5 separate regions of the Sus scrofa genome follow, and regions 1, 2, 3 and 4 are each linked to region 5. The links are chromatin contacts, called in public Hi-C, HiChIP or PLAC-seq and promoter capture Hi-C maps. All regions are on one chromosome and are shown on one strand. The core of a region is the stretch at or near the end of the contact, and the rest is flanking DNA. Distances in the headings are between cores, read along the strand shown. Region 1 has its middle 54 kb from the start of LRRC52. Region 2 has its middle 23 kb from the start of MGST3. Region 3 holds the start of UCK2 (uridine-cytidine kinase 2). Region 4 holds the start of TMCO1 (transmembrane and coiled-coil domains 1). Region 5 holds the start of ALDH9A1 (4-trimethylaminobutyraldehyde dehydrogenase).

The links. Promoter capture Hi-C pulls out the DNA fragments that hold promoters and counts their contacts. A called contact is a pair of places that touch in the nucleus more often than the background predicts. HiChIP or PLAC-seq counts read pairs in DNA pulled down with a chosen protein or histone mark.
Region 1: a contact with region 5 is called in a Hi-C map of fetal liver, with 2.2 times the contacts expected there. The contact joins the enhancer-like site here to the promoter of ALDH9A1 in region 5. A contact is called at or near these places in 2 of 5 promoter capture datasets (fetal liver and liver) and 9 of 47 Hi-C or Micro-C datasets (blood, embryonic fibroblasts, fetal heart ventricle and 4 more).
Region 2: a promoter capture Hi-C map of liver shows a contact between it and region 5, with 5 times the contacts expected there. The contact joins the enhancer-like site here to the promoter of ALDH9A1 in region 5. A contact is called at or near these places in 1 of 5 promoter capture datasets (liver), 7 of 47 Hi-C or Micro-C datasets (heart right ventricle, liver, skeletal muscle and 1 more) and 1 of 2 datasets of contacts at active chromatin or transcription factors (alveolar macrophages).
Region 3: an H3K27ac HiChIP or PLAC-seq map of alveolar macrophages shows a contact between it and region 5. The contact joins the promoter of UCK2 here to the promoter of ALDH9A1 in region 5. A contact is called at or near these places in 3 of 47 Hi-C or Micro-C datasets (embryonic fibroblasts, fetal heart ventricle and heart right ventricle) and 1 of 2 datasets of contacts at active chromatin or transcription factors (alveolar macrophages).
Region 4: a contact with region 5 is called in an H3K27ac HiChIP or PLAC-seq map of alveolar macrophages. The contact joins the promoter of TMCO1 here to the promoter of ALDH9A1 in region 5. A contact is called at or near these places in 4 of 47 Hi-C or Micro-C datasets (blood, heart right ventricle, liver and 1 more) and 1 of 2 datasets of contacts at active chromatin or transcription factors (alveolar macrophages).

The regions. Positions count from the first base shown.
Region 1 is chr4:85,148,754-85,154,228 of Sscrofa11.1, forward strand. No RefSeq gene overlaps it. Among named protein-coding and RNA genes, the nearest start is that of LRRC52, 54 kb to the right of the region's middle. Within about 2 kb of position 1,863, at least 36 of the 83 cell types and tissues checked have an H3K27ac peak or open chromatin away from gene starts, as enhancers often do. A contact at or near this core is called in fetal liver, where this site is marked.
Region 2 is chr4:85,096,293-85,102,520 of Sscrofa11.1, forward strand. No RefSeq gene overlaps it. Among named protein-coding and RNA genes, the nearest start is that of MGST3, 23 kb to the left of the region's middle. Within about 2 kb of position 4,324, at least 1 of the 83 cell types and tissues checked has an H3K27ac peak or open chromatin away from gene starts, as enhancers often do. A contact at or near this core is called in liver, where this site is marked.
Region 3 is chr4:84,915,444-84,921,449 of Sscrofa11.1, forward strand. UCK2 (uridine-cytidine kinase 2) reads right to left here and starts at 3,788. Exons shown (of 7, transcript XM_021089486.1): 1 at 3,333-3,788. The coding sequence starts at 3,431.
Region 4 is chr4:84,959,487-84,964,914 of Sscrofa11.1, forward strand. TMCO1 (transmembrane and coiled-coil domains 1) reads left to right here and starts at 2,426. Exons shown (of 7, transcript NM_001167585.1): 1 at 2,426-2,606; 2 at 3,033-3,110. The coding sequence starts at 2,537.
Region 5 is chr4:85,027,388-85,032,823 of Sscrofa11.1, forward strand. It overlaps ALDH9A1 (4-trimethylaminobutyraldehyde dehydrogenase), which reads left to right and starts at 2,527. Exons shown (of 11, transcript XM_021089487.1): 1 at 2,527-2,683; 2 at 5,028-5,173. The coding sequence starts at 2,620.

The DNA of each region.
Region 1 (5,475 bases), core at 613-3,112, 120 kb after region 5:
GAAAGAGACTCACAGACATATAAAACAAACTTATGGTTACCAAAGGGGAAAGGGAGGGAGAATTAACATATATATACACTACTATATATAAAATAGGTACCCAACTGTATATAGCACAGGGAACTATACTCAATATTTTGTAATAACCTATGATGGAAAAGAATCTGAAAAAGAATATCTATATATCTGTATACATCTGAATCACTTTGCCGTACACCTGAAACAAATGCAACATTGTAAATCAACTATACTTCAGTGAAAAAAAGAAAATATGACTGAGAGATATATTGGAGGAGCCTTGGTTCCAGAAGTGAGGAGTTGCTGAGTTAACCAGTCATCAGGGTCAGCTGAGAGAGAAAGGAATCCATGTTCAGTGTAACAGTGAAAATCGAGGAGAATTTTCCAAAGAAAAGAGGGACCAGGGAAAAAGAACCACAGATTGTGCAATGAGGAAGAAGAAAGAAGATGCAAAGAGAGCATTTCAGGACCTTAAGATGTAAGAGTCAGGGCAGCAGAAACAGAGCCCTCATTGAACATAGTCACTTGGGAGAAAGAGAGCACTCTGGTTGTCGTCCTGTGCCACCTTGTGGCCACCGTATCAGTTCCTACCAAACACTCTGCCTTCTCTCACTCCCATTCAACTCCAGCGCCCTCCACTTTGCTATACAATTTCAGAGTTCTATGAGGAAGGAGATACTGGACTCCAAATGGGGATAGAACCCCGTTCTTAAAAAGCACTGTTGAAACAAGAGAAATGCTTGAGGGACAAATGGAGGACTGACTGAGTAAAGCTGCTCAAGGGAGTGAAAATTAGTTACAGTAAAGCTTGTTTCCTAATACAGAGCGAGAAGACTGTCAAAACCCAAGGCAAGTAGCATTGATATACCAGCAATGGAAAAGAGAGATTTTCCCCTGCATTTATAATGTTCCTGGGAAAGGGACTCTACATAGTAAATTCAGAATTAGGAAAAGAAAGGGTCAGGAAACAGTAGACGCCAAACAACTGCCACTGAAGTTGTCGGAAAATTCAAGAGAGCCAGCGCTCTCCACTTTGCTATACAATTTCAGAGCGCTATGAGGAAGGAGATACTGGACTCCAAATGGGGATAGAGCCCCATTCAATCTCCTGATATCCCTACGTACATTTGAAAGTCAAAGTCAAAGTTACTTGAGTTGAGCCCACAGCAATGATTAATTTCAGTGATGGATCTCAGGGCACTGATTTCCTTGGCCTCTCCTTGGTAGCAATGTATTCTTCTCTACTACTGCATCAATGCACGAGGATTAATATTCATACTTGCAGTGGAGTAGAAATGAAAACTTTTTTTTTTTTTTTTTAGGGCCGCACCTGCAGCATATGGAGGTTCCCAGGCTAGCGGTCTAATCAGCGCTGTAGCCCCCAGCCTACACCACAGCCACAGCAACGCAGGATCTGAGCCGTGTCTGTTGCTGTTTTTCTGTCTCAGGAAGCAAACCTTGGGTTGGTGATCCAGATACCTCCTCTGGCGGGTTGATCAGATGCCTACAGAGATTACTGCCGGTGCGTGATAACCGGCGGGAGTGGGCTCCGCCGGGGATCCTTTCCACAACTCAGCACGGGTCCAGGGGATTCTCATTTCTTTGGGTTCCTCTGACACTGCTTTCCTAGGCCCACAGGAACCTTGACTGAAGGTCCTGGCCCCTGTCTTAACTGGTACTTTGGGCATTAGTGACTAACGACCACTTCACCAAACGAGCAAAAAGCAACCAACATTTCCTTCCAGCGTTATTTCCTCAGCCCCGCTCTCCCTGGGAACCGACCAGTCAGCGTCGGGCTTTGTGTGGCCGCGCCCGATTGGTGCGTTGCGAGGGTCCGTTCGAGAGGGCCGATCCCATTGGGCAGTCTCTCCGCGCGTTGTAGGTAATAGAGGCCAATCGGAAAGGCAGGAGCCCAGGCAGGGCCTGCCCCGTAGCAAGTGGCTGCCCAGAGGCGGCCCGTTACCTTAGCAACCGCGGAAGCTTGGGACCTGGGTCTGCAGATTAGCAGAGCGCAGAGCCCCATGCAGACCTAGGCATGCTGGGGACACTAAACCCAGTTTCTTGAGCACACCTTTCAGAATTGACAGGAGAGATGGGTTAGAAATGAATGCCTCATTTCTGTCACTTTTATTCTTTATCCCCTAAGTATTTTTGTGTGTCAACCTCAATGTAAAAATCCACTTGCCTTGACAGAGGCATAAGAAATACTTCTATGGGTCAATGCAACTGTTTAAAATAAGTAAACTGTGAAAACTTTGGCAGTCAGCCTTTCTCTCATTTCTCTACCTTTTCTATGAGAAAAACATGTGCCTTGCTTGTTATTTATATGCTTGCTAGACATTTGCATTCTTCTCACATGGAGAGATTACATCACGAATCCTTTCCATATTCTGAGATTTTCAGATACACTAACAGATGTAAGAAAGAGTAAAGGAACATTCTGAAGTCATTCAGAGTGGGATAGGAGTTGGCCACTATAAGGGACATTTCCCACCGTCTCATTCCTAATCGCTTTGGTTTAAAGATAACAGACTGCTTTTTCTTCTCAGGAGTGGAGGAAACTAATGGACAAAAGGAGGAATAAGCAGACAAGGGAAGGTGGGATCATGTGCCAGGCATTCTTGGATAGCTTCAATGTAGACAAATTTCCCTCTCCCAAAATAGTTTTAATTTTATTGTTATGTGGGTATACATTTTTTTTCCTTTTTTAAAAAGTAAGATTTTATTTTTAACAGCAGTTTTAGGTTTGAAGAGCTGGATTTCCCATACACCTTCTCACCTCATGCACATAGTTTCTGCGTTATCAACATCCTTCACCAGAGTGGTGCACTTACTACAACTGGTGAACCTATAATGACACATCATCATCACCCAAGTTTACCTTAGGGTCCACTCTTGATGTCTGTTCTATGGGTTTGGACGAATTACGTATGTATTTTAGGAAATGACCCCAAAGTAATAATAGGTTACCCCCAAGAAAGAGTAGGTTAATAGCTGGTTGATTTCAGTTTGGAATTTAAAATGAAGAAGAAGGAAAAGAAGAAATATAACTATTAAGTAATGTACTGATTTTCTCGTTTGGCTTTGAAGGCAGTTCCAAGAGTAATTCCATAGATATTCTGAGCAAGGTTGTCATGTCACCTGGCAGTCAGTAGACATATAGCTTCCTGTGAGGACTCCTTTGAAAAGGAATATTCACTTGGATGGATAAATTCTGATAATCAAAACTTGACCATCTTTCCCCTTTTTTGCTCCCTCTTTTCCATCTTTATCTCATTTTCACAAAGGATTTGGAGGCATGGCTTAATAGATTCAATTCAATTAAAGCTACTTTGACATGAAAATATATAAATATGGGGCTTATTACTATTATTTTAGTCATTACCAAAATATTACCAAAATTTTTAGTCATCACTGATTACATCCTGTAGTACTCAGATTAAAACAGCCTGTAGATATGCTACTTAAAGATTAGGTAGATTAAAACTGAAATGTTGGGAGCTCCCACTGTGACACAACGGGATCGGTGGCCTCTTGTGAGCACTGGAACACAGGTTCCATCCCTGGCCTGGCATAGTGGGTTAAGGATCTGGTGTTGCCGCAGGTGTGGCTTAGGTTGATACTGCAGTTTGGATCTGATCCCTGGCCTGGGAGCTCCATATGCCATGGGGAGGCCAAAAAAAAAAAAAAAAAAAAAAAAAAAAAACCAAAAAAACCTGCTAAACAAAATATTTTCCTGTCGTCGTTGAATTAAGAAGCATTAAAAAGAAGCATTAAAAGAATTTTTGCTTCTGCCATGTGAAATTAGTAGGCATTACTAGTTCTCTTTTTAAATGTTTCTAGCCCTTAAGTTGTTAATGAAATGTATATATTGAACCACATGGGACTACTAGGATTTTGATTTTATTTGGTCAAAACAGTCAAGTATTGGCAATTTCATGTGATTCTACCTAATATATCCATAAGAAAAATTTCACATAAAATATTTTAAAGTGTCCCTTTCCTGATATATATGACCACCTTCTATGTATCAATTTTATGAGTTAAAATTTTATATATTGGGTTTACTTACAGCAGGACCCTTTTAAATTTTACCAGACTTTTCTGTTTTGCACATGTGTGGTATAATACCCTGAGTAGAAATTCAGGAATTTAAGGGCAACTAGAAACCTTTCAGCACATGTCTTTCGCAGCATTAACCACAATCCACCCTGACAAGTTGGAGGTTACTGACTTTGAAACATAGCCAGTTGCTGAGAACCCAGTATGTATTCTTTCCATGACCCCTAAAAACTGGCCTGTTTCCTATTAATGAATTTTTTTTTGTTTAGTTTGAGGCATGTTACGGTCCAGTTTCCTGGTTAATTTCCAGATCTTCTGCCATTCTTCTTGTACAACTCATTTTCTTTGTGGTGGGTCTTACTGAAAGACACTGTGTACAGAAAAGGCGCTTCTGGAAATTATCATGTTTCAGCAACAAAATTGTTTAAACATCTGACTATCATTTACAACCAACATTTCTGGTCTCATCCATGGAAAATATCACACATAGCAGAGAAATTGAGAAGAGCTGGCAGAAGATAGCTGTTGAGTTTGCATTGTGCACCATTCAAATGTGTTCCTTGGAGATCTCAGACCAAGGCTATTTTTTACTTCAGTTTAACTTTGGAGTGTGTTCCTTTCTGTGGAGAGCTGAAGACCCGAGTCTGGTTTTGAAGGTGAACTTGAGAAATCAATTAGTCCATCCTTCTCCTGTCTGGAAACTCAGCATCTTGATGGACATGGAGCCTATCCCCATGGCAAAAGGATGTTCTTCAAAATTCTTGGGCAGGAAGGAAGCATACATGTTGGTGTTCACCCTTGTTCTAATCTCAGTTCACCATTGTTCTGAAGGTCCTGCAGAGAAGGTAACTCCACATGGTCTGGACCAATGGTTTTTCACCCCAGGGGAGCCATTGACTACACCTGTTTTTTTTTTTGTTTGTTTGTTTATTTTTTTATTTTTATTTTTTTAATATTTATTTATTTATTTATTTACTGCTTTTTGGGGATGCATCTGCGGCATATGGAAGTTCCCAGGCTAGGAGTCGAATTGGAGCTACAGCCACCGGCCTACACACAGCCACAGCAATGTGGGATCTGGACTGTGTCTGCGACCTACACCACAACTCAAGGCAACACTGGATCCTTAACCCTCTGAGCGAGGCCAGGGATTGAACCCACATCCTCATGAATACTAGTTGGTTGAACCACAATGGGAATTCTAAATCTGTTTTTTTTTAAACCCCTGGTTAGGAACTTGGCCTTTAGGGGTTCATTGGCTTATGGATTTCTCTAAGGCCATTTTTTTTCCATGGTTGTTTTTGCTAGGAAAAACGTTCCAGCCAGTCCTGGTTAGCCTGGAACGAACCTTGGAGCCTGAATTGCTTTAATCTTAGGGTGTGACAGCTATCTCAT
Region 2 (6,228 bases), core at 3,074-5,573, 71 kb after region 5:
TGTAGTCTTCTTTGTCCCCCCCCCACCAAGTTCAGATTTCAGGTGTTGAAACCTAATCCTCATTGTGATGGTATTCTTGGGTGTTGCCTTTGGGAGGTATTAACTCCTGAGGATGGAGCCCTCATGAATGAGATTAGTGTCCTTGGAGAGACCCTGGAGAGCTTCTGTGGTCCTTCTGTTGTGTGAGGACTCTGTCAGAAGACTAAGACTGCCGTCTATGAACCAGGAAGTAGCTTTCATCAGACACAATCTGCTAGCCCCTCAATCTTGGTTTTCCTAGCCTCCAGAATTTTAAGAAATAAATGTTTGTTAAGTCACCCAGTCTGTGGTATTTTTATTATAGCAGCAGGTGGGAAGTTAGACATTTTCTGACTGTTCTGTATAACAAAAGGCAGCCTAAAGTGGTAGAAGGAATGACTGAAGAGTCAGGACCCTAATTCTGGCCCCTTCATTTCCCCTTATCCGTATTTGACCACAAACAAGTACTTAATCACTCAAGACCTTCCTTTAAAAAAAACTCATTATAAAAGAAATACTTGTTTATTGTAGACATTTTGGAAAATACAGAGAAAAACCCATCAGAAGAAAAATAGAGGTATCAAAACAGACAGACAGACCAATGGAACAGAATAGAGAATCCGGAAATAAACCCTGACACCTATGGTCAATTAATCTTTGACAAGGGAGGCAGGAACATCAAATGGGAAAAGGAAAGTCTATTCAGCAAGCATTGCTGGGAAACCTGGACAGCTGTATGCAAAGCAATGAAACTAGAACACACCCTCACACCATGCACAAAAATAAACTCAAAATGGCTGAAAGACTTAAATATACGACAGGACACCATCAAACTCCTAGAAGAAAACATAGGCAAAACACTCTCTGACATCAACATCATGAATATTTTCTCAGGTCAGTCTCCCAAAGCAATAGAAATTAGAGCAAAAATAAACCCATGGGACCTCATCAAACTGAAAAGCTTTTGCACAGCAAAGGAAACCAAAAAGAAAACAAAAAGACAACTTACAGAATGGGAGAAAATAGTTTCAAATGATGCAACTGACAAGGGCTTAATCTCTAGAATATACAAGCAACTTATACAACTCAACAGCAAAAAAACCAATCAATCAATGGAAAAATGGGCAAAAGACCTGAATAGACATTTCTCCAAGGAAGATATACAGATGGCCAACAAACACATGAAAAAATGCTCAACATCGCTGATTATAAGAGAAATGCAAATCAAAACTACCATGAGATACCACCTCACACCAGTCAGAATGGCCATCATTAATAAATCCACAAATAACAAGTGCTGGAGGGGCTGTGGAGAAAAGGGAACCCTCCTGCACTGCTGGTGGGAATGTAAACTGGTACAGCCACTATGGAGAACAGTTTGGAGATACCTTAGAAATCTATACATAGAACTTCCATATGACCCTGCAATCCCACTCTTGGGCATCTATCCGGACAAAACTCTACTTAAAAGAGACACATGCACCCGCATGTTCATTGCAGCCCTATTCACAATAGCCAGGACATGGAAACAACCCAAATGTCCATCGACAGATGATTGGATTCGGAAGATGTGGTATATATACACAATGGAATACTACTCAGCCATAAAAAGAATGACATAATGCCATTTGCAGCAACATGGATGGAACTAGAGAATCTCATACTGAGTGAAATGAGCCAGAAAGACAAAGACAAATACCATATGATATCACTTATAACTGGAATCTAATATCCAGCACAAATGAACATCTCCTCAGAAAAGAAAATCATAGACTTGGAGAAGAGACTTGTGGTTGCCTGATGGGAGGGGGAGGGAGTGGGAGGGATCGGAAGCTTGGGCTTATCAGATACAACCTAGAATAGATTTATAAGGAGATCCTGCTGAATAGCATTGAGAACTATGTCTAGATACTCATGTCGCAACAGAAGAAAGGGTGGTGGAAAAAACTGTAACTGCAATGTATACATCTAAGGATGACCTGACCCCCTTGCTGTACAGTGGGAAAATAATAAAAAAAAAAAAAGAAGAAGAAAAATAGAAGTCACACTGTATATACTTTTTGTTGTTTGCTTTTTCCACTTAATAAATTATAAATCATTTCTCTTATTTCTTGAACAGTTCATTCTGCAGCATTATGTGGTCCTGATTGCATGGATTTACCGACCCCTTCTTGTTGGAGTTAGCTTGTTTTCAATTCTTTACTATTATAAGCGATTTATCTACCTTGTAGATAAATCTGTGTGCATGCTTGTGATTATTTCTTTTGGCCAAATTCCTTTAAAGAGGATTTTCTGGATCATTTTAAAGTCTTTTGATAGATATTAACAAGATGCCCTCCAGGGAAAGATTTATAATCTTCTCCAACACTAGATAATGGATATCATTTTCCTCCATCTCCAAATGGGGATAAGACCTTTCTTACAAGGTCATTGTGAAGTTCAAATGAAGTAAAGACAGAAGTCCAGAAGAAGACACAGGATAATGTATTTTGCAAGTTCCTTTACAACATCAGGAACACTTTGGCTCAGTTCCTACTTCAGTCACCATTGATTCTCCATTTATAGTGTCTTCTTCCAAACCTCTCCTAAAGGTCACCATTTACCTCATAAGCTCTCTCCATCCTTGGAGTCTCAAACATTGCTCTCTAGATTTCTTTCTTTCTGCTCTCCTTTACTACCTCCTTTTCATCAATCTGCATCTTAAAATGTATTCAAGATTTTCTAAAGCTCTATCCTTTTTTTTTTTTCTTCTAACTCTTCTATGAGTCTCTTCTTTAACTTTCTTTTATTGGCTGCACCGACTGCTGTGGTTATTTGAATAGTCTAGAGTTCAAACCCTCATCTCTTTGGGGCAAAATCCCTCATTTTCTGTATATTCTTTGAAGGTAGTACTTACTACTGCAATGTAAAAGTTGAAGGGCAATTCTTCCTCTCCCTCATTTCAGAGGAGTTAAGGGAGTGGGTGCATGCCTCCATCTTGGCCCATCAGTTTTACTCTCAACACTCAGGCCCTCAAGAGAATGAACAGCAACCAAGGGACTTTTTGGAGTTCTCATCTACTCTGTGGCTGTAGCAGTGGAGGGACCAGAACTCTCTGAGAGATTCTTCTGACCACAACGTTAAAAACTGCAATTTCCCTCTCCTAAAGGCACTCTTTATCCCCCCCCTTCTTTCATTTTCTATTCTTTTGACATATTTTTGGATTTAATTTGTTTATGACCTGTGACCACGACTTGAATATAAGCAGCATGAAGGTGGGGTATGGTCTATCTATTCATTGCTGTGCCTCTAATGCTCTGAGGTGCCTGGCATAGAGTAGGCACTCAGTATCTATCAATTAAACAAATGCACGAACGTCTGGTTCTTGTTGCCTAGCTGTCTGGAACCCCCTATGTTCCTGACCTTTTCATGAAGCCTGTCTCTCCAGCCTACCACTGACTCTGAGCCCCCATAGCCTCCCAGGTAATACCCTATTTGGCATGTTAACCAGTCAGTTTTTTTCAGGCAGAACTGCTTACTATATTACAGACTTCTGATCCACAGGGGAACCAAAACCACATTTGTTATCTTTCCCAGCAAATTTTTATGTATTTCAGCAAAGAACATCATCTAAGCAGTCGCCTTAACTGGAAATTGGCACCACGCCTTGTCCCTCACTCCTTGGGCTGGGAATCACATAGTCTTGCAATGGAATTCCAGAATAGTCATCATTTAGCTGTGTGATTCTAGCAGGGAATTATATAATTTCTCTGAAACTTTTTTTTTAATCTGCAAAATTAATACATCAATACCTATTTTGCTTTGCTCTTGAAAAGATAGCATAGAGTCTGGGCTTAATTTAGGCACTTAAAAATTGGTAGTTATTACTACCAATACTTTTTTTGTTTGTTTTTTTTAGAGCTGTACTCACAGCATATGGAAGTTCCCAGGCTAGGAGTCTAATCAGAACTGCAGTCATCGGCCTATGCCACAGTCACAGCAATGCCAGATCTGAGCTGCATTTGCACTTACACTATGGCTCATGGCAACGCTGGATCCTTAACCCACTGAGCAAGGCCAGGTATTGAACCCACATCCTCATGGATCCTAGTCGGGTTTGTTAACCGCTGAGCCATGAAGGGAACTCCCCAATACTTGTTAATGGCACCTCAAAGCAGTCTCCTTTCTAGTTCTTCTGCCCTAGTTTAGACATCAAATTTCCTCTAACCTAGACAATTACGGTAACCTTTTAACTGGCTTCTCTTTAAACATTCATTACCCAGCTACTCTCAGTTACCTATCTAAAGCAGACCTCTTCTTTGATACTGACCAATGCCTTTAGGACAAGGTCCAGACTTGCGTACATTGTATTTCAAAATATTTGAACAGTCTAGCCTCAAGCTGCTTTCCCACAATCCTCTCTTGTAACATTAATGTCATAAGCATTTGTTGAGTGCCTACTGGATTCCAGGCAGTAATAGAACTTACATTTTAATAGGGGAAACTGACAATAAAAACAGGATAATCACAGATTGTTAACTGAGATTTCAACCTGAAGCTTCAGGAGGCATGGACGGTTTCCGTTGCCTCTTTTGTGCTTCTGCCAACCCATCATGAAAAGTGTATGTTTCAGGAAGCCAGTGTTTCTTCACTCTGAAGAATTGGAAACATGGCTGGCAGACCCAAACCTGATTTGCAACCTGGAGCCAAACTTGACTGAACACAAGCAAGGTCAGCCAAGCCCAGCACAAACACAGCTAGCCTGCAGACTTGTTTGTGAGGCACAAATATTTACTGTAACTCACTGTGAGTCTTGGCTTGTTATTTTCATTTTTTTAAAAATTTTTGTGCATTTTAGGGCTGCACTCGCAACATATAGAAGTTCCCAGACTGGGGTCAAATCAGAGCCACAGCTGCTGGCCTACATCACAACCACAGCAACTCGGGATCTGAGCTGCACCTGCAGTATACACCACAATTCACAGGAATGCCACTGAGTGAGGCCAGGGGTCGAACCCTCATTCTCATGGATTTTAGTTGGATTCATTTCTGCTGTGCCACAACAGGAACTCCCGTTTGTTGTTTTAGCAAAACTGAGATAATACGAAGATAGAGCCAAGAGGGCTTGCTTATGGGCTGGATGTGTGGGAAAGGAAAAGAACGAAATCAAGGTTTCTGTCTTCAGAAATAGAGTGGCAATTGGCATTAATTACCAAGGAATTACCGAAGAAGTAATGTTGTTAAAATGGCCATACTACAGATTCAATGCAATCCCTATCAAATTACCCATGATATTTTTCACAGAACTAAACAAACAATCCCAAGATTTATATGGAACCGTAAAAGACCCAGAATTGCCAAAGAAATCCTGAGGGAAAAAAAAACCAAGCAGAAGGTAAAACTCTCTTAAGACTTCTGACAATATTACAAAGCTACAGTAATTAAGATAATGTGGTACTGGTTCAAAAACAGACAAACAGACCAGTGGAACAGAATAGAGGACCCAGAAATAAACCCAGACACCTATGGTCAATTAATCTTCAACAAAGGAGGCAAGGATATAAAACTGGAAAAAAACATTCTCTTCAACAAGTGGTGCTGGGAAAACTGGACAGCTGCATATAAATCAATGAAACTAGAACACACCCTCACATCATGCACAACAATAAACTCAAAATAGCTTAAAGACTTAAACATAAGAAAGACACCATAAAACTCCTAGAAGTGAACATAGGCAAAACATTTTCAGAGTTCCTGTCGTGGCTCAGTGGTTAATGAACCTAACCAACATCCATGAGGACTTGGGTTTGATCCCTGGCCTCACTCAGTGGGTTAAGGATCTGGCATTGCCGTGAGTTGTGGTGTAGGTTGTAGATGTGGCTCGGATCCTGTATTGCTGTGGCTGTTGTCTAGGCCAGCAGCTACAGCTCTGATTCAACCCCTAGCCTAGGAACCTCCATATACTGTGGGTGTGGCTCTAAAAAGACCAAAAAAAAAAAAAAAGAAAAAAAAGAATTCTCTGACATCAACAGTACAAATATTTTCCTAGGTCAGTCTCCCAAAGTAATAGAAATAAAAGCAAAAATAAACCAATGGGACCTAATTAAACTTACAAGCTTTTGCACAGCAAAGGAAACCATACCAAAAAAAAAAAAAAAAAAAAAAAAAAAAAAGCAAGCAAAAAGACAAGTACGTAATGGCAGAAAATAGTTTCAAATGATGCAACTGACA
Region 3 (6,006 bases), core at 2,538-5,037, 110 kb before region 5:
AAGACCACTCTCAGAGGGCAGCGCAGATCAAGGAGCTATTTTCATTGGCCAAGGAACAAGTCACAAGGACCGTAACAGCCAAAATACAGAGAGGGAATGGCACCTAAAGTCATGGATATATATGCAGGTAGAGAAGTTTAAACTGTTTCTTTTTCCCTTCCAGGGTTACTTCTTGCTTCCTCTAGACCTGTCCTAGGAGGAAATTGGAGAATCTGGTTTTTGTTTGTGTTTTTTGTTTGCCTTTTTAGAGCCTCGCCCGCAGCATATGGAGATTCCCAGCTATGTGTCGAATGGGAGCTACAGCTGCTGGCCTGCACCACAGCCACAGCAATGCCAGACCCGAGCCACATCTTCAACCTACACCACAGATCATGACAACACCGGATCCTTAACCCACTGAGCAAGGCCAGAGATCAAACCCTTGTCCTCATGGATATTAGTCGGGTTACTTACCACTGAGCCACTATGGGAATTCCCTGAAGATGAGTTTTTAACAATGACTTGTCATGTCAGCTTAGCAGAAGCTTACTCATAGAGTTTTATTTCATCTTCCTTTTAAAACAAAATTTAAAAACGTGATATGTGGACCAGCAGTCGTTATTTTTGCCTTCTACCACCAAAATAATTTAGTCTAAGATAAAATACTTGCAACTCAGGGCAGCCATCACATTGAGACAAATCAGAGCTCTCAAGAGCTGAACAGGGAGTTGTTTTTTCTTATAAAGGAAGGGAGGAAGCAATCAAGGTCTATACCGAGTGGCCACTGGGTACAAAGCAATCTGCATTTCCATTTCCTTTCAGTCAAGTACCTCTGAAATCATTGTGAAGCCATTTTCAAGTAGCCCCTTTCCAGGTTTAATGTGTAAACTTATGTTCTCCAGGCATGCCTTAGTCAATTCATCTTAAGAGCAGCAGAGCAGCACTGGTCTAGCCCTGGCTCCACCGCTAATAAATATATGATTTGAATTCATTATTTTTCCCATCTATGACTGAAGAGATTAGTGTTGAACTCCAGGGCCTCTGAGTTTCCTTCTAGCTCTAAAGTTGTCATTATGGTTGATGCCTTAGGCCCTTGCCTTCTCCCAAATTCCTTTAACAAGCACAGAGTAAATACCCAGGGGATAGAGTATCAACCTTGCTTCCAGACCCTCCTGTACTACAATGTTTAGGCTTGAAGCTTCCAAAGGAGGTCCAGTGTATTGATGCTGACCATCCTTAGAGAAAAAAAAAAAACAAAAACCTTCAAATTCCTTGGAGGAAAGGCTCTAAGGACTGGAATAGGGAATCAAGACATAATTGGAGCAAACTGACTACAGTATAGAATTTCAGAAGATCAATGCTCCTTTGGACTTTTTTTAGCAACCAAAAAAAAATTATAAAATAACCTTAAACAATGACAAAGTATTTGTAAATGCCCAAAATATATAACATGCTCTCAAAATACGACAACAGACCCTTTCTTGGGAGTCTCTTCCTCCTTGATGAGAAGTAGGGAAAGCAGAGTTAGTAGCAGGGCCCTTCATGGCTCACTACTAGCTCCTACCTGACACCCTACTGAAACAACACTTAAATTTCTACTTATTATCAACTGAGAACAGGTGATGATCGAGGCGCACAAGAAAAAGGGGGTTATTTCATCTTTCAGGATCTCAGCTTCCACCTCTGTAATGACTACATTATTTAGATGATTGCCAAGGTCATTTTGTTTCTAAAAGCTACACTCATCTGCCAATTTCAGTCTCCTTCACCCTAGGAAGGCTGGATCTCAGGATAATACTTGGGCCCAACTACCTGTCAGGCATCTTGCTAGAAGCACTGGGAATATAGTCATCAACAACAAAAAGGGTCCCATACAATAGGAATATGCGGGGGGGGGGGGGCCCTCGGTGAATTCCAGTCGAACAGGTACACTTCCTTAAAAAGCTGGCATCCTGGTTTGGTTTTGCCTTACTAGTAATAGGACCAGCAAAGAACATGTTTTTAAAAATTAAAAATTAAAAAATGCACTCAATCAGGGGTTTCGTAAACTTCTGGGATCTAAAGCTGGCCGATTCCCAGCCCTGGGAGCTACGGACAAGATTAACTAATCAATAAAGAAGTTCCACAGCGCCAGCTGCCGTGTCTGGGCCCCACGCGCCAAAGTAATCCAGACCTGGAGGGAAAAATGTAAAACGAAAATGGGGGAGGGGCCACGGAAGAGTCGGATCCGGAGCGAAATACCTCGTGGCTGGCTTCTCATGGCGCCAACGAGCCTTCCTGCTCTGCTCTCCCCGGCCCTAGGAGGCATCATCCCGCCTCCCCAAACCCAGTGCGCAGCGCCCATCTCTCGCAGGCTCCCCTTGAGCCTGTGCACCAAATGAACTGGGAGATTGTTAAACAGTAGAGGAAACAAGTAGCCACATCTTAAAGGCAGGGGAGCAAAGAAAGAAACATCTGGGAGGACTCCACCCTTCACCTGCAGAAAAAGCCGGGGGTAATTTAAAAGCGTTTCCCTAGTCTCTTCTTTGCCTAGCTGAAAAAACAAAGAAAGCAGGCTTCTCGACAAGTCAGACACCCAGAGGACGACCTCTTCCGTGGATCCAAGACGCGTACGCCCCACATATCGAAGAGCACGTAGCCAGCACAACTTTCTCATTCAAGCCGACAGCGTTTCCTCTCATAACCAAAAAAAAAAAAAAAAATAGAGAGAAAGAGAGAGAAGCCCCGACTATTATCATTTCATTGATGTCACCTCGCCTATTTGTCTTTCAGGATTGTGTCTGGAAACCCCTGCAATCCCCAGCCCCGTGTCCAGCCCAAGTGGGGCTCCCCTTCCCTGGGACGCCGCCTCGCGGGCTCCCGCAGCCCTCCCGGTCGGGCTACCCGGCTCGCTCCGCCCTTGGCACCGGGGCGACACATCAAAGTCAGGCCAAGGGAAGATGTGTGTCTCGGGGTTCTTAGAGAACCCTGCTTTTAAGGGTCTCCCATGTCGTACTCGCAAAACAATAAGATCTGCTTTCTCCGCCCCTCCCCCATTAGGACCCTGGCCACGAGTTACCACCGCAGGGTAAAAGAACAAGAGGTTGCGCGCCAGCCCCGTGCTCGGTGGCAAGGGTACCCCTGGAACCTCAGATGGCCCGAGTCCCCACCCGCCCGTCCCCCGACGCGGCGCCCGGAATCCGCGCGGTTAAGACCCAGCGCTGGAGTGCCGCCAGGAGCGGAGGCGCGCGGGCCACGCGGTGGCTGCAGCAACTGACACGGCCCGCGGCCGCCGGCCACATGCGCCGCCGCCGCCGGGCCCAGGCCTGGGACGGGGAGGGGGAAGGGAAGAGAGCACCGGGGCCTCGCCATACCTTGCCGCTGGCCGTGCCTCCGCTGACGCCGATCAGGAAGGGTTCGCCGCCGTTGGGCTGCTGGTGGTTCTGCAGGGTCTGCTCGCTGTCCCCGGCCATGGCTCGCGCCGCCCCTCCTCCCGCTGCCTGTGCGAACGGACGCACGCTCCCCGCCCGCGCCCGCGCAGGGCTCCCTCCGCTTCCCGCAGCAGCCGCTGGGCGCTGCCCAGGTCTAGGCTGCCGCTGCTCCTTGCACGCTGGTCGGAGCCGGCTGCTGAGGTTTGGGTCTGGCTTTCCCGAAGGAGTCGAGAGTCTTCCTCTGCCCGCAGCGGCCGGCTGGGTTTACATCCCAGGCAGAGGTCAGCGTGATGCTGCTGCTCCAATCCGGGCGGGCAGCGCACTGCTATTCGCCGAGCAAAGGCGGCGAGGCGTCTGGCCCCAGCCTCCGCCCCTCCCGGGCCCCGCCGCAGCCCGAGGTCTCTGGGAAAGGTGTGAGCCCGACCCTCCTCCCCACCCTCCGGGTTAACCCTTTCCCCGACGACGACCTGCGGTAGATTAAGGGAAAAGAAAGGAACCTGCGTTTTGAGTATGCTACCACCACCTACTTCAAAAGGGATGCGAAGCTAAGAGGGCAGATGAAATAATGGAGGGAATGCCCCAGGTTTGAGAAGCAAAATTAGAGCAAGCTTGGGCGATTAAGATGAAAGAAAGTGTTAACGTCATTTACTCTTTATCCAGGCTAGAAACTTGTGTTCCGAAAATGAGTTTTTACCCCTCCAAAACAGTATGTCAGCCGTTGGCTTTAAATATTTCCTCTCTTGAAAACCCCCAAACACCATCCCCCTTAACCGGCGATTCTCTGGAGTCCTTCTTCCTAGGGAAGGGTAATTTGAAGGGCTCATCTGAGGGGCACCCTTGCCTCCTGCCATCAACGCCTTTTCTAAACATAGTTTGAAATCCCAAACACTGAAGTTCCTCTGTAGGTAGAGCTTGTGGAATCATTAAAATAATACTTAATGCCATGTGGACTTATTAATACCTTTAATTGAACTGGTTTTTTTCGGAGATGGGCAATTAGGCACTTGGTTACAAAGGCAGCAACTGCTGATGACTCAAGAGGAGCGCTGCCTCTGGAGCCAGATTTCTGCATTTCACAGGCAGTTCCCTGAGCAAGTTGCTTAATCTCCCTTGGTCAGTATTCTCATCTGTTAAATGGGAATAACAATGGCAATTACGTGCTAGGATTGTTGTTTTAAGTCAATTATCACATTTAAAGTACTTAAAATAGGAGTTCCCTTATGGCTCAGTGGGTTAAGGATCCATCCTTGTCACTGCTGTGGCTTGGATAGCTGCTGTGACGGGGTTAGATCCCTGGCTCAGGAATTTCAGCCAAAAAAATTAAAAGTGAAGTATTTAAGCTAGCACCTGGCAAAGGTACAAGACCCTGTGTAAGTGTTCTCTGAGAAGAGGCTCCTAAAGGGCTGAAATTGGAAAAGGAATCTATGTTGGGACACAGGGTAGAGAGGGAGAACCAGACTAGTAACTTCCAGTCTCTGCCCTTGTGAACCTCGGACTGGTATCAGTCCGCATGGAGGGGGGGGAGGCGGTGACCCTACAGTCTAAAGAACTTCAGTCTGTCACATTCTCTCTCAAAACTTGATATATTACCCTAAATTCAGCATTATTTCAAAAAAAATACTAAAGAAAATTAAGAGTATTAGAAATAAAGTGTTGTTTTCACCTTTGAAGTATTTCAAGTTACCATCCGAAGCCAAACTCTACAGAAGCTCAGACAGGAAACTAGGATGAAGAGAGCCGCTACCTGGTACCCAGAGGCAGGTATTAGGAAGAACCCAGATAGAGGGTGCCTTACCAAATGGCTGTGGGGTGGGTGGGTCTTATCTGATTCCCAAGTCTGCTTCTGCTCCTCCAAGTCTTCTCCCCACTAAAAAGATAATAGTCTTCCAGGACTTTTGACAGCTCTTTAGAGCCCAGGACAAGGCCTATTGGAATTTGGAACTTGAGGGACTCATAGCTAAGGGAGTATTAGGTAGCTGAGAGCAAAGAAGAGGATGGAAGAATGCCACATCCTCCATGGACTTTTCCCAAATCCTCACCTTCTTTATCATTCCTATAACTTTTTTCTACAGTATTTCATCATAAAAACTTTCTAACATAAAGCTGAAAGATTTTACAGTGAACACTGATAATAGCCACTACCTAGATTCTGCCCTTGACATTGTACTATGCTTGCTTTATCCTAGTTCCCTACCCAGCCTCTATCACATTTTTATTATAAAATTTGTTTCCCTTTGTTTTTTTGGGTTTTTTTTTTTTTTTTTGGTTTGGTTGGTTTTTTATTTTATTTATTTATTTTTTATTTTTATTTATTTATTTTATTAATTTTTTTTTTTTTTTTTTTTTTTTTGTCTTTTTGCCTTTTCTAGGACCGCATCCACGGCATATGGAAGTTCCCAGGCTAGGAGGCCAATCGGAGCTGTAGCTGCCGGCCTACACCACAGCCACAGCAATGTGGGATTTGAGCCATATCTGCGACCTACACCACAGCTCATGGCAACTCGGGATCCTTAACCCACTGAGCAAGGCCAGGGATCGAACCTGCATCCTCATGGTGGATTTGTTAACCACTGAGCCACGATGGGGAAACTCCTTGTTTCCCTTTGTTAAAGGGATT
Region 4 (5,428 bases), core at 1,176-3,675, 68 kb before region 5:
GTAAAGCTGTGGCAAGAAATAAACCTCAGTGCTGAGGGGGAGAGAGAGAGAGAGCAAAAACAAAAACAAACAAAATAACAAAGGAAGGCAATGGTGACTTAAAGTGTGCTAAAGGGTATTGAAAAACATGGAAGAATAGATAAGAAGGAAGAACTTCTCAAACTTGGTGATTAGACATGTACAATAAAGAAGAGGGAGTTATTAAGAATAGTTCATGTATTTCTGGCTTGAAACATCAGGTAGAGGATGGAGTTACTTATTAAGAGAATAACGGAATAAGAGCAAAATTGGAGTTTCGGTGAAAGAACTGGGTAGGTTCAGTTTGGGATATCCAAATGGAGATGCTCAGCTGGCAGTTAAATAGTAGGTCCTAAAATAAGAAAAGACATTTGGGCCACAGATATTATTTCATGAATTATCAGTGAATAGATGCTAACTGAAGCTATTAAAGAAAGCAAGATCACAGGGAAAATCAGAAAAAATTAGCTCAAGAATCATGTGGTAGCGGGTTTAATAACAACTACTAATAGGGAGTTCCCATTGTGGCTCAGTGGGTTAGGAGACAGACTAGCATCCATGAGGATGCGGGTTTGATCCCTGGCCTCAGTGGGTTAAAGGATCTGGCGTTGCTGAGCTGTGGTGTAGGTCACAGATATGGCTCAGATCCTGTGTTGCTGAGGCTGTAGTGTAGACGGGCAGCTGCAGCTCTGATTTGACCCCTAGCTGGGGAACTTCCATATGCCACAGGTGCGGCCCTAAATTAAAAAAAAAAGAAACAACCTGGTAATAATAATAGACATTTATGGTGACCTTTCTATGAACCAGGTGCCATTCGATACACTTTACTTAAATAATCTTTTTTTTTCTTTTACTAAAGGCTGCACCTGCAGCATATGGAAGTTTCCAGGTTAGGGGTTGAGTTGGAGCTGTAGCTGCTGACTTACGCCACAGCCACAGCAACACTGGATCCAGGCTGAACCCAATGAGGGAGGCCAGGGATCAAACCCTCATCCTCATGGGACACTATGTCAGGTTCTTAACCTGCTGAGCCACAACGGGAACAATCTTAAAAAGAAGAACAACAACAACTTTTGGATTTAGGTACTATTAAGTCATTTTACATTAAAAGAAACCAAGGCAGAGTGCAGTGAAATAATTTGCCTAAAATCACACAAAAAAAGTATAAACTAAGGCAGAAAGAAGATATGGGTCCAGGAAATAGTGACTCAGACCCTAGAAAATAGTGAAAGGAAGTCCCAGGCAAAAGCCCTGTAGTAGTCATAGAAATTACAGAAGGACAGTGAATTTTTGGAGGGTGGTCTTCATGGAGAAAAGCTTGAAACCTAAAAATTAATACAAGTGAGAGATAAGATATAAGATAAAGGAGTCTGAGAGTTCCTGTTGTGGCGCAGTAGAAACGAATCCGACTAGGAACCATGAGGACCTACACCACAGCTCTGCCTGGATCCCTAGCCTAGAACTTCCATATGCTGCAGGTGCAGTCCTAAAATTAAAAAAATAAAAGGCTGGAGTTCCCATCGTGGCGCAGCGGAAACGAATCCAACTAGGAACACCATAAGGTTGCGGGTACGATTCCTGGTCTCGATCAGTGGGTTAAGGATCCGGTGTTGCCATGAGCTGTGGCGTAGGTCCCAGCCGCGGCTCGGATCTAGCGTTGCTGTGGCTCTGGTGTAGGGTGGCATTTATAGCTCCGATTGGACCCCTAGCTTGGGAACCTCCATAGGCTGCTAGTGCAGCCCTAAAAAGCAAAAAAAAAAAAAGGAATCCGGCAGCATGTAGTAAAGATGTCATTGAACTTCCTTCTAAGCACTGTTCTTCAACAACACAGTGTAGGGTCACTGACTGCTTCAATCCCTTTCACTAGCTTTCTCTGACCAACCCCTGAACTGGGTCACCGCAGCATTCTGGATATACCTCTATAATACCCTAATCACACTGTATGTACCAGTTTCTCTCCTTCGCTAGGACGTGAGTGCCTGGAAGCCAGATGCTCATGACTCATTGATGTTCGCGGCCCCAGCCCCAAATCCGTGGCCTGGCACCGAATTTCGGTGTTTGCGAAAGTCAATTTCTCCACTTTACACAAAACTTGGCTGAACTACCTACTTTGTCTTAGATGTGGGGCTGAGGCAGAAATTCGGACAAGTCCAAACAAGCGGATTTCGAGCGAGAAGAAGGAGCACACCCACAACAACCACAACCAAAAGCTAAGGAGCCAGATCCCACCAAGGCAACACGGTCCCAGCTGCTCCAATTGCAACTCTCGCGAGATTCGGCGTCAGCGACAGCCCCCGACACTTGCTGCTCCGTTTCCTCTGTATTCTCGCGGCTACGCAACAAGCCAGCGCGAGCACTTCCGGCGCTGCGCGCAGAAAGCGGAAGTGTTACTTCCCGTCTGTCAGAGTCGGTGTGTAACTCGGTGGTCCTGAAGTCTAGGAGTCGTGTACATTTTGCTTTCCCTGGCTCTCGAGCGCTTCCCCCCTAGCGGGTGGGAGTGCAGGGACGGAAGCGCGAGATGAGCACCATGTTCGCGGACACACTGCTCATCGTTTTTATCTCCGTGTGCACGGCTCTGCTCGCCGAGGGTGAGAGCGGCCGCTTCTCTGACGTTTGCTCAGTTCCTGGGGTGGGGGAAGGATCCCGGGCCCAAGGTCCCTCGCGCCACCAAGGTCGCGAGCCTTGCTTCCTTTGGCAGGGGCGGGGGTGGGGGTTCGTCTCCTCAACTCCAGGGAATCTTTCCTCCAGGAGCCGAAGGGATGGTGTGGAATCGATTGCCGAGGTTTCTTTGGCGTAGAGTAGATTTCGCTTGGATTTCTGTGGAAGCACCTTCATATAATGTCACAGTTGTTTTGGGTGTAGAGTAGGTTATCTTCACAGTTGAAAAAAGTTAATTACTGCTGAATATAAGGCAAAAAGTTGGAAAGCATTCTTATCCAACAGTAACCACCAATAAAGGCTGTTGTAATTGTTCCAAACATTTCTTTATTAGCCTGTTGCTTCTAATATTTCAGGTATAACTTGGGTCCTGGTTTACAGGACAGACAAGTACAAGAGACTGAAGGCAGAAGTGGAAAAACAGAGTAAAAAATGTGAGTATGGCAACATCCTTTAGAAATAGTTGCAACACATCAAGCTCGCTGAGTGGCTGTTCACAGTACATGTTTAAATAGCACCAACTGATATAAAAACCTTATAGTGGAGTTCCTGTTGTGGCGCAGCGGAAAGGAATCCGACTGGGAACCGTAAGGTTGTGGGTTTGATCCCTGGCCTCGCTCATTGAGTTAAGGACCCCTCATTGCTGTGAGCTGTGGTGTAGGCCTGCAGCTGTAGCTCCTATTGGAGCCCTAGCTCTGATTGGAACCTCCACATGCCTCAGGTGTGGCCCTAAAAAGCAAACAAACAAAAACAACAACAACTTTATAGAGATACAAAGGTGAATCCAACCTGAAGTCTCTTTAGATGCAAAATATGTAATATAAACATCAGCAGAGCAAAGGACCTGAGGGATACTTAATGTGGTGTGGTGGTTCTAAAGAGATCCCATTGGTTTGTGAGGGGCCATGGAAGCCGTTGTGATGCAGATGGCCCTGCAGTCCTTCTTGGATAGTTAGAATTTGGGTAGAGGACTAGATGGGGGAAGGAATTCCAGGCAAAGGAAATAGCATATGTACAGAAATATGGAAATTTTAATCAGTAGGGCGTGTTTGGAAAACAGTGGGTCAGTACGATTGTCTTGGGGATAAGCCGGCTTTCAGTTAGGTATGATGGTTGAACGAGTATTTGAAGAAAGGGTTAAGAACAAGTTGAGTTTGTTTTTGAAATAAAACAGGAATTCTGTAGGATACAGCTGAGGGGGCTACTAGCAATGTAGAATGAATGGTTCGTCATAGGCTTGATTTGGCTTTCAGTCTTCTACCTCATCTTAGGACTTTATTCTATGATTTTTCTTTATGTCTTCATAAGTGTTTGAAATTTTCGTTCTTACAATATCCCATTTCCAATATCCACATAGCAACTGTTTGTGGTCAGTTATTCTCCCTTTAAAGAAAAGAAGATTGAGACTCAGAAAGGTTAAATGACATATTAATGTCACAGAGCAAACAAAGAATTAGAAGCCAAACTCAAACCTTTTAAATTATGGGTTACTTATTTACTTATTCAGTGTTGATAGAGCACTTCAGCATATTTAAAAACCAAGCTTATTATCTTACCTTCACTCATGTGATCCTTTCCCAGGATTTCCCTGTTTGGTGAGCAGAATCTCCTTGCTTCCAGTGGTGCAAGCTAGAAACCTTGCTATGCTTTCTTCATTTGGCTTTTGATTTTGTTCTTATTTTGTTGGTTGGTCTTTTTTTTTTTTTTTTTTTTTTTTTCTTTTCAGTTTCCTTGTTGATCCTGTTCTTGACCTCCTGCTATAGAGAGTAACCCAAAATTTATTTTTTTTCCTCTCTACTCACCCCTTTGGTGAAGTCATTCATGTGCTTTACTTGTCAGTGACTCCCAAATTTATATCCTTAGCCCACTCTCCTGAATGTTGTATTCACATGTCCAACTGTTGACTTGTTAATTCTGCTGGAATGTCTGACATACATCTCAGACCCAACCTGTCCAACTGAACACTTGTTCGTCACTTCCAAGCCTGTTACATTGGTAGCCTTCACAGTCTTGATCAATGGTAATTCTGTCCTTCCCGTTGTCAGGACATAATCCTTGTGTAGTTATCTTTGATTCTTCTCTCACAGTCCATATCCAGTACTGTTGGGCTGCCTTCAGATATATCCACAATCTGACCATTTTACATCACCTTCACTGATAACTACCATAGTCCAAGCCACCGTCATCCTTTGCGTGAGTTATTGTAATAACCTCCGACAAGTGTCCCTGTTTCCCTATAGTCTGTTCCCAAGATAGTAACCAGAACTACCCTTTTAAAAGTGCATCAGATCATGTCTCTCCTCTGCTCACACCCCTGTGATGGTGTCCCATTTTTACTCAGAGGAAAAGCCAACGTTTTCACAGTGGCTACAGAGCTTTCCTCTTATGATTCTGATATTCTTTCCCTCTCATTCACTCTACTCCATCCCCACTGATGTGCTTGCTGTTCCTCACTATATGTTGGCCTTACTCCTATGCTAGAACCTTTCTAATGACTGTCCCCTCTACCTAGCATATTCTCTATGATAGCGGCTTACCTGCTCTTCATATCTTCTTCATATCTTTGTTCAGAGCTCACCTTAGTGAGTCTTAACTTGACCACCCTGTTTAATCAGCCCTCCTCCTCTACCATTGATGCTCCTCATCTCTCTTATCCTGATCTGTTTTCTATTTGTTTGTTTCATTCACCTGCTAGAATGAATGCTTCACCATGGCAGTGTTCTTTTTTATGATTGATGTGCCTCATGTACCT
Region 5 (5,436 bases), core at 1,277-3,776:
TAGTGAGAAGAAATATGCATTGGACTTGCACAGAGCTGAATTCCCATCCCAGCTCCTCTGGGGGATGAGGGGGGAAGCTCTACAACCTTTCTTAGCTATTTACCTCAGCTTCACAAAGAATGATAAAACCCATCTTGCAGAATTGCCACTGAGATATTTATGAAAGTGTCACATATGAGCTCTTTAACTCAATCTGTGTTTTTTTGTTTGTTTATTTTTTGTTTCGTCTCTTTTTAGGGCTGTACCCGAGGCATATGGAAGTTCCCAGGCTAGGGGGGTCGAACGGGAGCTGCAGCTGCCAGCCTACGCCACAGCCTCAGCAACTCAGGATCCAAGCCATATCTGCCACCTATACCAGTTCACCGCAACGTCGGATCCTAAATCCACTGAGCAAGGCCAGGGATCGAACCCGCATGCTCATGGATGTTAGCCGGATTCATTACTGCTAAGCCACAGTGGGAACTCCCTCGATCTGTGTTAATCCCATTTTCTCTCACAGATTTATGAGCAGTAAGTGAGAAAATAAATGTGAAAGGTTTTGCAACCTATAAAGTCTCTTTACATGTTGGGTTTTGCCAATAATATATATTAATGACACTAATAATAAAAGCAGTGATAGGCAAATGGAAGAGCTGAATATTTTGGCAGAGGTTTGCCCTTTTTATAATTTATGAATTATATCAACAGACATGACCGCATATCTAAAATGAACATCAGGCAGGAATCATGATCTGACATGTCAAAATGTGTTTGTTGGGGCAGAACATTATAAATAGGAATTGCTCCCTCCTCCCCCTGGATAAAAACCTTGAGATGTATGGTCTCTGTACACACAAGTGACCATCCTTGCTCCAGTGATCCTGGAAATCTACTTTGCTCCTCACCAACTCATGATATGTTTCAAGTCTGCTTCTAACCTCTAACAATAACAAAGGTAGTAGCTGAGTTTGGTCCCAGGTTGTTTTAAATTTGAATAATGCTCTTTCCATTTGAGGACTGTAGAAAGTAACATAATGTCTTTTCTATCAAAGGAAATCTTGGTTACTCCATTTTGCTGGGGGTTTTGGCTGAAACGCCTTCCTGGGACACCCCCCTCCTCTTTCCCTCCTCTCCCAGGAACAATTGTTTCAGGTTAGCCAATGGAGAAGAATGTGCACCCTGACCTGACCAATGGGAAGGGGACAGATACATCACCTGTGATAGGGATAAATAGGGAGGGTCTTTTCCTCTTTGCCCCTGCTTTTTGAGTACCCGCACCCTTCTGCAGAAGTAGAGAACCTTGTCTAGATCTCCCCGTGTTCACGTGTCTCATTTTCTGACACTGAAGATCTGAGCCATCTCCCCAACAGGACAAAGGCCTACAAATCTCATAGCATTGAGAGGGTTAACAAATTGGCATAGGGTTCTGGAAAAGCTGACCAGTGTCATTTATTTCTATTTTAAACCTGAAAATCACCCTCCCTAATATCATGTTGGAAATAAAAGGAAAAGAAAAGAACATTGAGAAAGACTGCAGCCCCTAGGAGAGAAACATGCCTGCAGGAAATCATGGAATGTAAAAATGGCCAATTAATTTCTGTTCATGAAGTCTTTGCAGCATATGCATGGGAGTGCAGTCTGAAGAAAGAACAGGATTGCTTTTGTGTAAGCTCCCTTAGCTGACACGATCTTGCGAGTCCCTCCAAGTGGCTGTACAGAGTGTCTTTTTTCCTCATACCTTCTCATGAGGCCTTTGGTTTTTATAAACTATTATGTTTTTGTTTGTGCTATTTGTCATCGATAGCATTCACACAGCTCTTTTAGAATTTAAAAAGCAGTTTCACACGACAATATTGTATGTTTCTTTGACAGTCCTTCCCTTGGTCTTTACCATAACTTTTTAAAAAAAAAGACTTAGGAGTTCCCATACAGGCTCAGCCTAAATGAATCTGACTAGGAACCTTAAGGTTGTGGGTTCATCCCTGGCCTCGCTCAGTGGGTTAAGGATCCGGTGTTGCCGTGAGCTGTGGTGTGGTTTGCAGGTGCGGCTGGGATCAGATGTTGCTGTGGCTCTGGCGTAGGCCAGCAGCAACAGCTCCGTTTAGACCCCTAGCCTGGGAACTTCCATATGCCGTGGGTGCTGCCCTCAAAAAGGCAAAAGACAAAACAACAAAAAAAGAGACAATATTAAGTAATTTTAATACATTCATAAGGAGCCTTAGAGCGATGCTTAGCAAATAATAAGTGCTCAGATCATTTACTGAACATCATGTACATTCCAGGCAGGGAACCTGAATGAATGCTTCGTTTGCATTTTCACAATAACTTTTAAAAAGTCCTATTATGTATATAAAGAAATGGCGGCTTAAGAGTGAAGTAACCAAAGTAAAATTCCTAGCACGCCAATTCTTCATTTTCTTTAGTCGAAAGGATCAGGAGTAGGATCTTAAGGATGAGTACATGCAGTGATGTACCAGAAAACTCTGGTTCCAAATACTGATCTGGAAGAAGAAAGTGAAAGTGAGCGAGGGAGAGAAAGCGCGCGTGCGTCTGTGCATGTGTCAGTGAGCGTAAGGCTCTGGTTGTCACGCATCCTTTCGGCTGTGCGAGGACCGGACCTGCACCACGGAGGAGCCCCAAATGAAGGTCCCCAAAAGCCTCCCAAACTCCGCCCTGGAAGGTCGGGCTCTTGCCAGGAGACCGGGTAACTCTAGTCCTAGCCCTGCCACGCCCCTCAGCCCCCTCCGCGAGCTCTGCCCTCGAGCGGCCTGCCCCTCCCACGGCCCCGCCCCTAGCCCCTTCCGTCTCTCGGTCCCGCCCCCAAAGCCCTGCCCCTCCCCTCGGCCCCTTAACTGGTGCCCACGCCTCCCTCGCGTGTTTCTCCGAGCTGGCCTAGCCGTTCTCTCTCCGCTTCTCCGCACTCTCCGGCCTGCTCCGGTCGCTGCGATGAGCACTGGCACCTTCATCGTGTCACAGCCACTTAATTACCGCGGCGGGGCCCGCGTGGATCCGGTGGACGCCTCCGGCACCGAGAAGGCGTTCGAGCCGGCAACCGGTAACTGGACGGAGATCAGGCTGCCAGGGCCTGGGTGGCCAGGCTGCAGACGCCATGCGGGCTGGGTTAGGGGCAGGGTCGGGCGGGGGTTGACGCTCCCCCGCCTGAGGGGTGCGCCTGTTCTAGGCCCTGAACCTTCATTCGGTGCGTTCAGCAAACGTTTATTGACCACAGACACTTGACGGTGTAGAGTATAAAGTTGTATGTGTGTGCCTGCAGCTAACGCTGCTGTGCAAACACGAGTGCATCTGCACCCGGACAGGAAGGGAGTCTAGGAAACTGGAAAAGCTGGTGAGTTGCGCGGCGGGGTCATGGGTAATTTTACAACGGCCTGAACAGAGAGCCCACAAAGGTGCGTGAGGTGGTGTCTTTGTTAATTATTACCCTTTAAAGCTGGGACTGCAGTTCTGTCTTCCGCGGTGCCCTTAGTAGAGGAGTTCTAGAAGGACGGGGGTGAAAAGAAACACGTGCCAAAATGGAGGTGCTCGCACAAATGATTCTAATGAGCAAGACTGAGGACTTTGTTGCCATCTCCTAGTGTTAAAACGTTTCTGAACATAAATCGGAACTGAGAAGAGGGGACGAAATCTTGCTTCTATCCAGTGATTAATGTGTGCCAAGCACTGTGCCAGGCCTCAGATCACAAAGCAAATGAGAGGTTTTGTTTTGTGTTTGTTTTGCTGGGTTTTATGGAATATTTATGGGGAGAGAAATGTAAATGTTTGCGCAAACCGGAATGGCATGTAGCCAGAGAGATTTAAAACTGGATTTCAAAGGCCTGGGGAATTTAGGTTTGACCAATTACACTGAAGCGCAGAGCGCTGACTTGCCAGCAGGAAGGGGTCGCAGACATCATCAGGGTCTCCTTTAGGTAGGAGGAAACAGCCTCTTGACCCCCACCTCCATGTTGATGCAAAAGAAAGAACAATTGCTCTTTATATTAATCCCCTACAGTTGTGTGAGATCTTTAGCCACTGCCGTTACCAATTGGCTATTCAAATTTGTAACAAATTGCAGGTTTGTCAGATCTCTGGGAAAAAGCAGAGTTCTAGGTTTTCTTGTGGGAGGGGAAAAGAAACTGCTGACTTGACGTCTTAGGGAATTCGTTTTGGTAGAGTCAGTCACAACCCTTGGGATTTGGGTCTAGAAAAACTGATCATTTCATATTTTGCCCCGAATCGGGATAGGGAATACAATTGAAATAAGAAGAGACCTTTTTTCCCCTGTATTTGAGAGAGTTTTCTTCTATTAGGAATATCTTTTCTTGATATTCTGTTTATTAACCATATTTGTCAAGTGTCAGTAGTATTATATCACTTGTATAGAACATAAACCAGTGATTTAAAATCAGAGTTTGGAGTTCCCATCGTGGCTCAGTGGTAACAAACCCGACTAGTATCCAAAAGGACTCCAGTTCAATTCCTGGCCTCTCTCAGTGGGTTAAGGATCCAGTGTTGCTGTGAGCTGTGGTGTTGGTGGCAGATGTGGCTGTGGCCTAGGCTGGCAACTACAGCTCTGATTTGACCCCTAGCTTGGGAACTTCCATATGCTGAGGGTGAGGCCCTAAAAATACCAAAAAAAGAAAAAAAATCAAAGTTCATGACCCAGGAGACTGAGTATAGTTTTGCTTTTGCAAACCCTTTCAGATTCCCAAACATTGCTAAGCAGTGTTGCAAAATATTTGAAAGGAAGTTAATGTAAGTAAACCCAAGTGTAAAATAGAGCAGGGTGGGGGTTCTTACTCCAAAGTTCATGGTGTACTAGGCAAGGAACCAGATCTCTGTAATTCTGTGAAGTCTGCAACTTTTGTTAGGCGCTTAAAAGGCGTAGTGACCCTTAAATAAGAGTTAAGAACTACTGGTATAGGTTGGTCACTAAATCAAACTATACTTAAAAACAAGGGGATCATTAAAAGGAAAATTGGATACACCGTGTTTTATTTAAAATGTGTGGTCACAATTTGCGATGACACTGACTTTCCATGTATTTATAGGTCGAGTGATAGCTACTTTCACATGTTCAGGAGAAAAGGAAGTAAATTTGGCTGTTCAAGATGCAAAGGCTGCCTTTAAAATATGGAGCCAGAAATCTGGCATGGAGCGTTGCCGAATTCTTTTGGAGGCTGCCAGGATAATAAGGGTATGTTTTGATTTACTCTCTTCCAGAAAAGCCCTCTTGAATTGCTCTTTGAGTTCCTTGTGATGATTTGCAGTTAGACTTTGATGCACTATGACCTTTTAATGAAACTGAAAAACATTTTCACATGCTCACTTTGGTGGGTACAACAAGCTTTCATTCGGTGATTAACTTCTGACTCGTAGCTCCTTGTGAGGTCTCCCCTGGCAGGTTTTCTTTGCCTTTTTTTGCTGTGGGCTCCTCTAGGCATATTGAGCTCCCAGACA